2 separate regions of the Rattus norvegicus genome follow, and region 2 is linked to region 1. A link is a contact called in public Hi-C data. All regions are on one chromosome and are shown on one strand. The core of a region is the stretch at or near the end of the contact, and the rest is flanking DNA. Distances in the headings are between cores, read along the strand shown. Region 1 has its middle 18 kb from the start of Dusp23. Region 2 has its middle 17 kb from the start of Apcs.

Evidence for each region. A called contact is a pair of places that touch in the nucleus more often than the background predicts.
Region 2: a contact with region 1 is called in a Hi-C map of liver, with 2.5 times the contacts expected there. The contact joins two enhancer-like sites. A contact is called at or near these places in 2 of 12 Hi-C or Micro-C datasets (both in liver).

Annotation. Positions count from the first base shown.
Region 1 is chr13:87,647,772-87,653,262 of GRCr8, reverse strand. No RefSeq gene overlaps it. Among named protein-coding and RNA genes, the nearest start is that of Dusp23, 18 kb to the right of the region's middle. Within about 2 kb of position 1,727, at least 4 of the 93 cell types and tissues checked have an H3K27ac peak or open chromatin away from gene starts, as enhancers often do. A contact at or near this core is called in liver, where this site is marked.
Region 2 is chr13:87,920,995-87,926,750 of GRCr8, reverse strand. No RefSeq gene overlaps it. Among named protein-coding and RNA genes, the nearest start is that of Apcs, 17 kb to the right of the region's middle. Within about 2 kb of position 2,255, at least 1 of the 93 cell types and tissues checked has an H3K27ac peak or open chromatin away from gene starts, as enhancers often do. A contact at or near this core is called in liver, where this site is marked.

The DNA of each region.
Region 1 (5,491 bases), core at 478-2,977:
AGTTCTAGGAATAAACACAGACGATTTGAATTTTAATGATTTCTAAAACAGATACTTGACTGTGTAAAAAAAAAGAACTCAGATATTTCAGTTTTTCTAGGGCAAGGGAGAAATTATTGCAGAGGTTACCCTGTACAATGGAAAAAATCTCGAACTCAGTGTCACTTGGCTAGTCCCTCTTCATCCCTGGTCCCCATCTCTTTACGCAATAATAATACAGATTTTGCAAGTTCCAGTGAAAATTGCAGAGCATGCCCGCAGAGTATCTGATGCAGTGTTTCACAGGTGTTTGATGAATCAGAGCAAATGTTATTATTAGCTCGCCTATCTAAGGCGTGCCCCATCATCCTCCACTGTAAACACATTGCTTCCTCGTCGAAAGAACAGACTGCACAGCTAGAAAAGCGCCCAGGTAGAGTGGCCGAAATTCCATTTTAAGGGCAGAAAATTGGGCAACAATCCCAGCCTAATCTCCGGGCAGCTTCGTGAATCTGAAAGACAGCAAACTTCTGTATCTTTGCCCCCTCATCTGAAAGTCGAAGGTGTCGAACCTAATTCCAGATATAAAGGTCTCTGGTGGCTGTCTGATTACCTTGCTGCTAGAGAAAGATTGTCCTTCTCTGAGGACAGCCCCTTCCGAGATGACCAGATGTTGCCTCGTGTAGTAGTCCATGCTCTGCCTCTCACCCCCAATCCTGACTCTGATCTCTGGACTCTGCCCCAATGGCAGAAATGGACTGAGATCAGTAAGACCTGATACAAGCGCACCACTGACACCCACTCCCCCTGAGATCTGGGATAATGTGCTTACGTTATCCTAAGCCTCGGTTTTCTCCTCTGGAAAAGTACAAGAGTAATAATCACTTTGTGGGGTTTTTAATAAAGATTAAATGATATGTATATGGAAAATGATTTAAGAGCTGTACGGCGCTGTGCAATGTTAATACAGCAACCATGATTATTGGTGATTAATGTCATTGGAAGCCTATGGATAACAGCCCAAGAAGTTGGATTCTGAGTTGAACACTTGAGAGTCATCAATCTCAGCTCCCGCCCCTTGTGGATTTTGTGAGTTCCGTGGAATCAGGTAGAATGACATTGAACTTTGCTATAATCGGGTATTGATTCTGGTTTTCCTAACACAGAACAGAGGTTTGTTTAAACTTTTACTTAGAGGCAAGTGACAGGAACTGGTTTTAATGGTCCGGAAAAGTTTTCACCCCCATTAGCAATACCCTACCCACATGACCTGAGGTTTCCCTATTTCGAGAGGCAATTGCAGAATTTCTGGAGAGCTACCTTATACTAATGGTAACAAATCCATCAGTTGCTGGAAAGAACCGTGGGCCGGCTGCGGCATACCTCTACCCCAAAGCGTTGTGGGGCTTTTCCTCAGTACAGCAGCTTTCTGTGGTTGTAAGGAAGCTGTAGGAAAAGGCTAAAAGAAGCTGAGCGTGCCTGTGAGTTCCTCAGATGTGTCCTGACATGCCTGGCTACAGTGCTGGTGCAGTGTTACGAACCCCCTTCCAGAATTTTCTCCTGCGTACCAAAGGTGAAAAGCTATTTATTAATGAAAGGTTTTGAACAGTTACTTTAGGATGGACTTCCAGGTGTTAAGTTTCCTGAGCAGTCAGCCCTGTGAAAGCTTTCGTCCCTCTCTCCCTCCCACCCACGTCAGCCTCTTGCTCAATCCCCTCCCCCCTCTGACCTTCCTATCCACACCTGCAGATCACATGCCCCCAGACAGACAAGCCTGGACCCACAAACAGAAGAGTAAGCAACTACTCAAATGGTGTAACTGGAGACACACCGCAATCCCCACTGCCCAAAATATCTTCCCCACCAAATGCCATGGTGCCGAAAATTCCCAGGATTGAATTCACTGCTACTCAGAACTCCTCCCCTCACCTCGCCTTCTTTCCGAGTGTCTGCACGGTGTAAGCTCACTTTATTGTACTCTATGTGAGCCACGTACCACTGACGTATCACCCAAAGCCTACAGGATTCTCCCAGCAGTAAACCATCTCTATTGTCAGGGAAGAAAATCACAAAGCTTAATATGTACCCGCTTTAGGATATGCATTGCCCAATGCTTAAACACTCCTTCTATGACACCACTAATAATCTGAAAGGTCCAGCCCTCAGCTGAACCTTGTCAGCCTTTCCACTTCCATCCCATCCCCAAATGACTAGGCTCAGGGCTGCCCCCTACTGGAGGACCGCAGTGAGCTGAAGGCATGGGCATGAACTTCACCAGGCCTGAGATCTTGCTGCTCCTTACCTCTGTTCACCTGGAAAGTTGCTTTGAAGCTCTCCTCTTATGGAAAAGGCCACTGGTGAGCCTCCCAGCTCCATAGTCAGCCCCACTAGATGACCTCACACCACATACTGGCTTAATAAAGGCACACACACACACACACACACACACACACACACACACACACACGACAGGTCCTCATCCTCCGAAGTGGCTTAACACTTACCCACTGAGGTGAGGCTTCTGTTTTTAAAGAATGCCAAAGGAAGAATAAGATAAGACAGAGGAACCACATAGGTGATTTTTTTTCATCTTATTTTCTTACAAAACTGACTGGTTAATTCAGCTCTGAGCTTGCAAACAGCTACACAGAAAAGGTATTAACACAAAAGGACACTGTGTGTGGTAGCTCACATCTGTAACATCAGCATTAAGGAGGCTAGGGAAGGGCACCAGAGCAGGACTCCCAGACTAACCTAGGAAAGATGGCAAGGCCATCACAAAAATGAAACTTTTAATTCGTTTTCTAAAACAGCGTGAGGTGATCAGCACTTCCTGATATCCAACGTAAGTTGATGTGATGCACTTGACCCTCAAAGCTATCCAAGGAACCTAGGGTGGTAGCTCAGGCCAAGAAAACCAGCACTCAGGAGACTGAAGTAGAATTGTTTCCAGTTCAAGGCCAGTTGGGACTGTATAGAGAGTACTAGGACAGCCAAGACTACACAGCAAGACCTTTTCTCAGAAAATAAAAACCACACACCAAACAGAGATGAACGTTCCTGGGCTTCATAGATCCGTGTCCTGAACAGTTCTTTCACACGGGATCTGGCTGTCACTTCACAATAGCCTCAAAATGGTGGCATATAATAATACCAAGTATGTTAGGTCACCTCACTGGACTCGGCTAAGCAGTTCGCTCTCGGGGTCTGTTGGGAAGCCTCAATTGGACAATGTCTATGCCTAATATAACTTGAAGCTTGACTTGAAAAAGCTCAAACAGCCAGAGGCTACAACAGGGAGACCTCCCACCCCCAATACCGCTGAGTAACCTCTCCAAATAACTGTGTCGCCGTGATAGCCTCAGAAGAGCCAGAATCCTCATAAGGGTGCTTAGCTTGAGAGGGTGGGTGTCAGGGAAGCTTCATCGACCTTTCTGAGTTAACCTCCCAAGCCATTCCATCACCTCTGTCACATGCTACTTGCTAGAAACAAAACAACCAAGACCAGCTTCTATTCAAGGGAAGTCTAATTGTTCTTCAGACACTCTGTGGAGGAATGTCTAAGAGTGTGAGGACATGTTTTAAAGCTACCAAAAATGAGAAAGTAAGCACTGGCATGTCAATAAAATACTATTCTTGACAGCAATGGTAGCCTGTGCCTATGACCCTCAGACAATGAAGGCTGAAAACCAGCCTGGGTTACACAGTGACACCCTGTGTCAATAAAAGTAAAACCCAAGACTTTAGAATTCAAAACAACATGTGACTCTTTTGAAAACCAAATTAAGGGATATCCTAACGTAATCTAGGCACAAAACATAAAATGTCTAGAGTGATGCTGTCAAATATGGTATCTACTGGCATAATTGGGTATTTAAATTGGATTTCATTAATTGTAATTTGACTTTAGGTTAATTAAAGTTAACTAGTTACAATTAATTAACTGTAACTTAAATTTAGATTAATTTTAAAATGTCTTAATAAAAAAATTTCTGAAACCCATTCTGTTTCAACAGCCGATTTCATGGATACACACGCTTGGTTCTGTCATGTTGGGGACCACAAGTAGGAAACATCTCTCTCCGTTGCCAGGCTCTCCAGGGCAATGCAGATTAACAGTGATGAACCAACAACATCATCCTTCAGCTGTCCATCAGAACTGCTTCCCCACCCCTCACTGAGCTTCAGTAGGTACGAGGCAGGAGAGACATCTAACTAAAAACTGGACAAGAATACTCCATATTGTTGGTGAGGGAGAGCCCACACTTCTTAAGAATCAACCAAGCAAGCGGTAGGTTCACCTCCCTTAAGAAGAAGGGAGTCTCCTAGACAAGCCCCAAACAGCTGGCCAGCCCGCTTCCCTGTGGAGGTTTCCCGACTAAGGTGTGCTTTCAGCCAGCCTCCGAAAAGCTGTTTCCTTTAAAGAGTATAGAAAGAGAAAGTCAAAGGTGTGTGGTTCTTTCTTTCACTCCTTCACTCCACCAGCATTTATTGAACAGGAGTGTATGCTGTGTGGTTTGTGACTAAATAAAAATGTGAAATAGATTTACTAATTCTTCAGAACCCAAAATAGTCATGTGTTAATAATAAGCCCCCCCAAAAAAATCTACTTTTAAGTAAAATCCTTTTGTAGTAAAGACATTAAAGGAAAAAAAGGGTTGCAAAATGTACTGTGACATAGTTGAAACAATTAGCTTACCAGATATAATTACTAGATATTAGTCAATTAAATCATAAATGCTATCTGCCAAAAATGATGGTTTTTAAATTTAGGAATTCTGAATTCGAGCCATTCTATTTTCCAGTAAGATAAAAGGTCCATTTCTGGTTAGTGACAATAACATTATATCACCAGCATAGAGAATGGTTATTTTTATACTTCTTATAATAGGGGTGCATGCGGCTAGATCATGTCCAAGTTGTTTCAAATCATTAAGATACAAATTTCAAAAGAACTGGAAGAAGCAGAGTCAGAACGCTGTTCGGTTTTTTCAAAGACCAGACGGATAACTAGAATTGTTATCTGATCTATTGCCAGACCATTCCCAGAAACTCTTGTGGCCTCAGCTCAAATGGTGTACAAGAATAGTAATCTAGCAGCCCAGCCGTAATGAATGTTGCACTCCGTCACCCCCATAGCTGCTCCACCATTCTTACATCACTCTGGGCCTCCGGAGGCTGACTTGTATGAGATGCATCCACAGGTTCCCTTGCCCTCTCCCTTCTAGGGGAGTTCTGCCGAGGGGAAGCACCAGCAGGAGATTAGATGGCAGGAAACTAGAAGGTTAGAGTATCCATCCCTCCAGCTCCCTTCCTGCCAGGCCTCCATGGGTTGGCCGCATTCCTTAACTAAAGGCTATAGCTCCTGTCGGGCGATGTTCTTAATATAGTTCTGCTCTCTGATTTCCACTAATCCCCTACTCCCTTTGATCATTCAGGCCTGCGAGGTACAGTGTCTCCCTGCTATTAAAAGCCCTTGAAGGTTTTCCTCCAACCCGTCTGTAGCTTTGTG
Region 2 (5,756 bases), core at 1,006-3,505, 270 kb before region 1:
AATTTGAATTTTTAATTTCTAGAAGGTCAGTCTATCTGAATTGGGTTTGCAATTCTACTACTTGGTCTCTCTCTTTCTGTCTCTCTCTCTCTCTCTCTCTCTCTCTCTCTCTCTCTCTCTCTCTCTCTGCTTACTTCCCTTCTCTTCCCTTCCCTTCCCTTTCCTTCTCTTCCCTTTTCTTCTCTAAGAAAAAAAAAAGTCCCCTCCTCCTGACCAAGATAACTCAGCATTGCCAGCAGAACTTCCCATAACAAGGTGCTTGTTTTAGCATCTTCTAAAGCAATGAGCAATAACAGTGAAAGTTGCAATGAATGAAACTGAGCTGTAATGTTCATCCCACAGGGTACAAGATGGAGTGAACAGAAGTTTCTTATACATTGATTTTAAGAATAAAACCATCACAACCTACCTTATTTAGTAAAATAGAGAACTCGAGCTTTTATGTCAGAAGCGGCTGGCTACTTCTACACCAATTTGTTAAGAAGTAGCTTTCCCTCCCAGAATTACATTTGCCATCCTCTTCCCTAGTAAGCAGTGGGCAGAGAAATGTCACATGACACTTCCAGACCACCATGGTAAGGAACAGAGGAGGGTTTCATCATTGCCCTTTTCTCGTCTCCACCTGCAGGCAGAGCATTCATCACAAGACTGTGAGGCTCTGGAAATAGCAGAGCCATATGATACAAAATCTTTGAAATACAACTTGGAGGAGAGCCTCTTGCCAACCAGGAACATATGATTGTCTTTTAGAAGAGCCAAAAATAATTTCTCATGATCTTGTCATGAGATTTTTTTATACATTATTACTTTAACTATTCTATTAGTTAATGCTTGTATTGTTTGTCTTGAATTTTTAATTTTTGCCTTGTTTTTAGCTTCTTACAAAGTAAAGATGCCTAAAACAGACTTATAGGCCGTTGTAGGCTATAATTATGCACAAGGAGATAAACGGTAAGTATATATACAAGTTAGGTTTTGTCCACTTAAAATAAATTTATAATTACCTGGAAAGACAGACGCTCAAGTACGAACTTTCTCCACTAGATTGCCCAATGTTTATGTCTGTGAGGCATTTTCTTAATTGTTGATTGACATACAAGGGCCCAGCCACTGATGGGTGTTACTATCTGTAAGCAGGTAGCCCTGGGCTATATAAAAAAGGTAGCTTGAAAAAAGAAAAAGAAAAAAAAAAGAAAGGTAGCTGAAGCAATCCAGAGACAAATCAGCAAGCTGCCTTCTTCCATGGCTTCTGCTTCAGTTCCTGCCTCCAGGTTCCTGCTTGTGTTCCTGCCTTGACTTCCCTCAATAATGAACTGTAAAATGGAAATATAAGCCAAACAAACCTTTTCCTATCCAAATTCCGTTTGTTCATGGTGTTGATCACAGCAGGCAAACCTGGCAGGTCTGTTAAGCAAATCTTAAAGTTCGCAGAATTCTGAGACCAACTACATCTTTAGAAACCATCTAAATTCAAAGGTCCATCCAACTAGAAGGCCAGTTGGAGTGTGTGAGACAAATTTATAGAGACTGTGGTATCCACAAAGTAGTATCACTTTTAAAAATCCTTTGTCTTTTTCTTCCTGTCCTTCCACCACACCATCTGATCTCTTTCTGCTGCTCCTGAAAAATGCTGGCTTGGCGGTTGGCCCTTAAAAATGTTCCTTCTGGTCCGAAATCTCCCATTTAATTCTATTGGCAGACAACTCGATTTGATTGACACTGTCTCAGACATGTCTTTACCACTGGCCCTTTGGTTATCCTGACCAACTATTACATCAACCACTTTTCCTTTTGTCTACAAATTTTGATTTTTAAAAAAGGGACTGGAAGAACGCAAAGGTAGAAGCATTGTGTCATAATTTAGAAGTAAGTTCTTGAGCAAGGAAGTAACTGAGGGAGGAAGAAACTTCAAAGTGGTAACACAGTGTCTTAGTGACATGACTTACACGGCTCTCGTTAGTCATTTAATGTCTTGTCCTGCATTTCTCTACACGCTTCTACTGCTTCAAAACGTCCCCAAACTAACAAGTTGAAAGTCCAATGTGCTCCGTGTAGCGTAAAGTGCTCCGTTATATTGCGCATTCTTAAACAGTTTCTGATTCTCTTCAGAGATCTGCAGTGCCTATCCCTCCTCTGTCAAAAGACAAGTTTTATTCATATTTTCAAATCCAGGTCAAATGTTGCCTCCTGTACAAAGCCAACCCCCAACCACTCCTCATCTCCATAGTGATGGTCAGGAGCCTTTGTGAACTGCAATTGCAACATTCTCTGATTACAGTCCACAGAAGGCTGGCCGGAAACAGAGAATAATTGGATTGCTGTCTCTCCAAGAAGTCCTGAAGAGAACTTATCTCTGTATATCTAAGGCTAGACCTAGCACCTGGCACTTAAATAGTGAACATGCTTTTATCAACGCAAGCTACTCCGCCTCAGAGGCATTAGCAAAGTCACAAGTCAAAACGCAAAAGCTCAGGGAGTGCTTGTGAGGCAAGCAGTTCAGAAAAAAAAAATCTCTGGAACAAACATTTCTGCAACTGTGAAAAATTATTAATGGCAATTATTCCAAGCTTCTGAAGATTGCCAGAGTGCCTGCAATCATTTATTCATCAAATGTCTAAAAAGCTTTAATAAGGAGAAATTTGTGAGAAACAGAGAACTGACATTTTAGATGGGTCTGTGCCCACCCCTTCCCACCACACTCCACATGCAGGTGACAGTGACAGGTGGGAAGGTGGGAGATTCCTTCTCCATCAGCTCAGTTCTTCACAAGACATATTCAAGCAGAGCAAGAGCCACGCATGTTTCCACTCAACTCGTATACCGCAGAAATCGTCCTTAGGCCAGTTAATGGAGAGCAAACTCCGAACTTCTCACCCTCATCTCCTGCTCTATACACATAAGTATGAGCTGGATATATGCTCAAAGTTCATGCAGTCAATAATTAACTATTGATTTTAAAACATGAGTTATGCTAATCAGAGTGTATTCCCTAAGAAGAGGGGTCTGAAGAAAAGCAATTTTAAAAATCTGAGCAAGAAGCTAGGTGGTGGTGGCACTTGTCTTTAATCCTAGTACTTGGTGGGCAGATGAAGGTGGAGCTCTGTGGGTTCAAAGCCAGCCTGGTCTACAAAGCTAATCCAATACAGCCAGGGTTACACTAGAAAAATTCTGTGTCAGAAAAAATATCTGAACACAAGTTAGTAGAGGATTCCTATCACTGGATTAGTAGCATTTCTAACTTTATTCCAGATAAGTCACTAAGCAAAACATAAACAAACAAGCAAAAATATGAAGACTTGACAATCACCTATTGTAATTGACATGTAGAGGCTTACTGCTGAATAAGCTCACCATTTCTAGTTCTTTCTAAACTCTGACTAACTGGTCAAACTCAACTGTTCTGGCTCAAACTCCTCTCCAATCTGACTCACTTAATCTGCTATCCCAACATCTCACTAAAATGTTCTGCTTGGCCTTAAACTAACTCTAGCAATGTGTATTGCAGAGCAATAGTGATAAAAACTGCGTGGTATTGGTACAGAAACAGACATGTTGATCAATGGAATAGATTCAAAGACCCAGAAATAGACCGACACAATTTTAGACACTTGATTTTTTATAAAGAAGCCAAAACCATAGAAATGAAAAAAGAGTAAAGCATCTTCCACAAATGGTGCTGGTCTAACTGTATATCTACATGTAGAAGAATGTAAATAGATTTATCACCCTGCAGAAAATTCAAGTCCAAGTAGATCATGGACCTCAACATAAAACTGGATGGATACGCAAGATCTAATAGAACAGAAAGTGGGGAATAGCCTTGAACACATTGGTACAGGAGATAGTTTCCTGAATAGAACACCAGTGATTCAGGCTCTAAAATCAACACTTGATAAATAGGACCTCATGAAACAGAAAAGCTTTTGTAAGGCAAAGGACACTGTCAATAGGACAAAACAGCAGCCTACAGATTGGGAAAGAATCATCACCAACCCTACATCTGACAGAGGACTAATATTCAGAGTATACAAAGAACTCACAAAGATAGACACCAACAACCCAATTACCTCAATTTAAAAATAGGTACAGAACTAAACAGAGAATGTTCAACAGGTAATCTCAAATGGCTGGGAAACACTTAAGTAAATGTTCTAAGCCTTTAGTCATAAAGGAAATGCAAATCAAAACAACTCTGGGGTTCCATCTTACCCTTATCAAAGCAGAGATCAAAAACTCATATGACAGCACATGCAGGCAAAGATGTTGGGCAAAGGAAACACTCCTCCTTTGCTAGTGGGAGTGCAAAATTATATAACCACTTTGGAAATCAATTTAGTGGTTTCTCAAAAGAGTGGGAATCATTCTACTTCAAGACCCAACTATACTACTCCTGGGTACATACCCAAAAGATGCTCCATCATCCCACAAAGACACTTGTTCAACTATGTTCACAGCAACTTTATTTGTAATATCCAGAAACTAGAAAGAGCCAAGATGTCCCTCAACTGAAGAATAGATAAAGAAAATGTGGTATGAAATACTATGCAGCCACTAAAAACATAGACATCATCAATTTTGTAGGCAAATAGAACTTCAGAATATCATCCTGGCTGGAATAAATCAGTTCTCAAAATGACATACATGGTATATACTCACTTATAAGTGACTATTAGCCAAAAATAGCAACAACAACAGCAACAACAAAAACAGGATACATATGCTACACCCCACAGACCTAAAGAAGCTAAACAAGAAGACAGGATCCATGTTATACAGGTGTCAGCCTGTAATAAACCAAGCCAAATTATCAGGCCTTGATAAAAACAGATTAAAGAAACACTTTCCATGCTAAAAACAGACTAATGCAATTTCTAACCACTAAACTAGCTATATAGAGGATAGTTAAAGGAATATTTAAGTCTGAAGAGGAAAAATATGCCTTAGAGAGCACAAAGAACAAATAAAAGATAACACTGATTTGAAAGAGATCTTAAAAACTACAACAAAACAATAAAACAACAGGAATTAATAAATACTTTTCAACAATAACTTTTAATACTAATGGACTCAATTTTCTACTAAAAGAGACAGAGACTAAGAGGGTTAGATGGATTAGAAACCAAGATTCATTTTATTTTATTTGTTGCTATCTCCATAAAACACATCTCTCCACCAATGATAGATACCACCTCATGGCAAAAGGGTGGGAAAATTTGTTCCAAGCAAATAGAACTAAGCAACAAGAAGTCATATCTATACTAAGAGCAAACAAAATAAAATTAAAACCTAGTAAGAAGAAGTAAGGAGGGATACATCATATTCTTTAAGGAAAACAATCTACCAAGGAGAATATTAGAATTTAAAAATACATGGATCAAACCTATGTGCAGCAACTTCATAAAACAAGCACTATTAAAATCTAAAACCACAGATTAATCCCAACATAGTAATAGTGAGCATCTTAATACCTGCTCTCCCCAATAGACAAGTCAATAAATACAAAAACTAAAGCAGAAAATCATTGAAGCTAAATGAAAAAATAAAACAGATGGACTTACCAATTATCTAGAGAACATTTCACCCAAACATTAAAGAATACACATTCATCATCCCATGGAAATTTTTCCAAAACTGACCACATATTGTGAGACAAAGAAAGTGTCAACAAATTTAGAAACACTGAGATAACATTTGTCATTTTATCTGACTACACAGAATAAAGCTGGATGTCAACAGCAACAAAATCTACAGAAAGC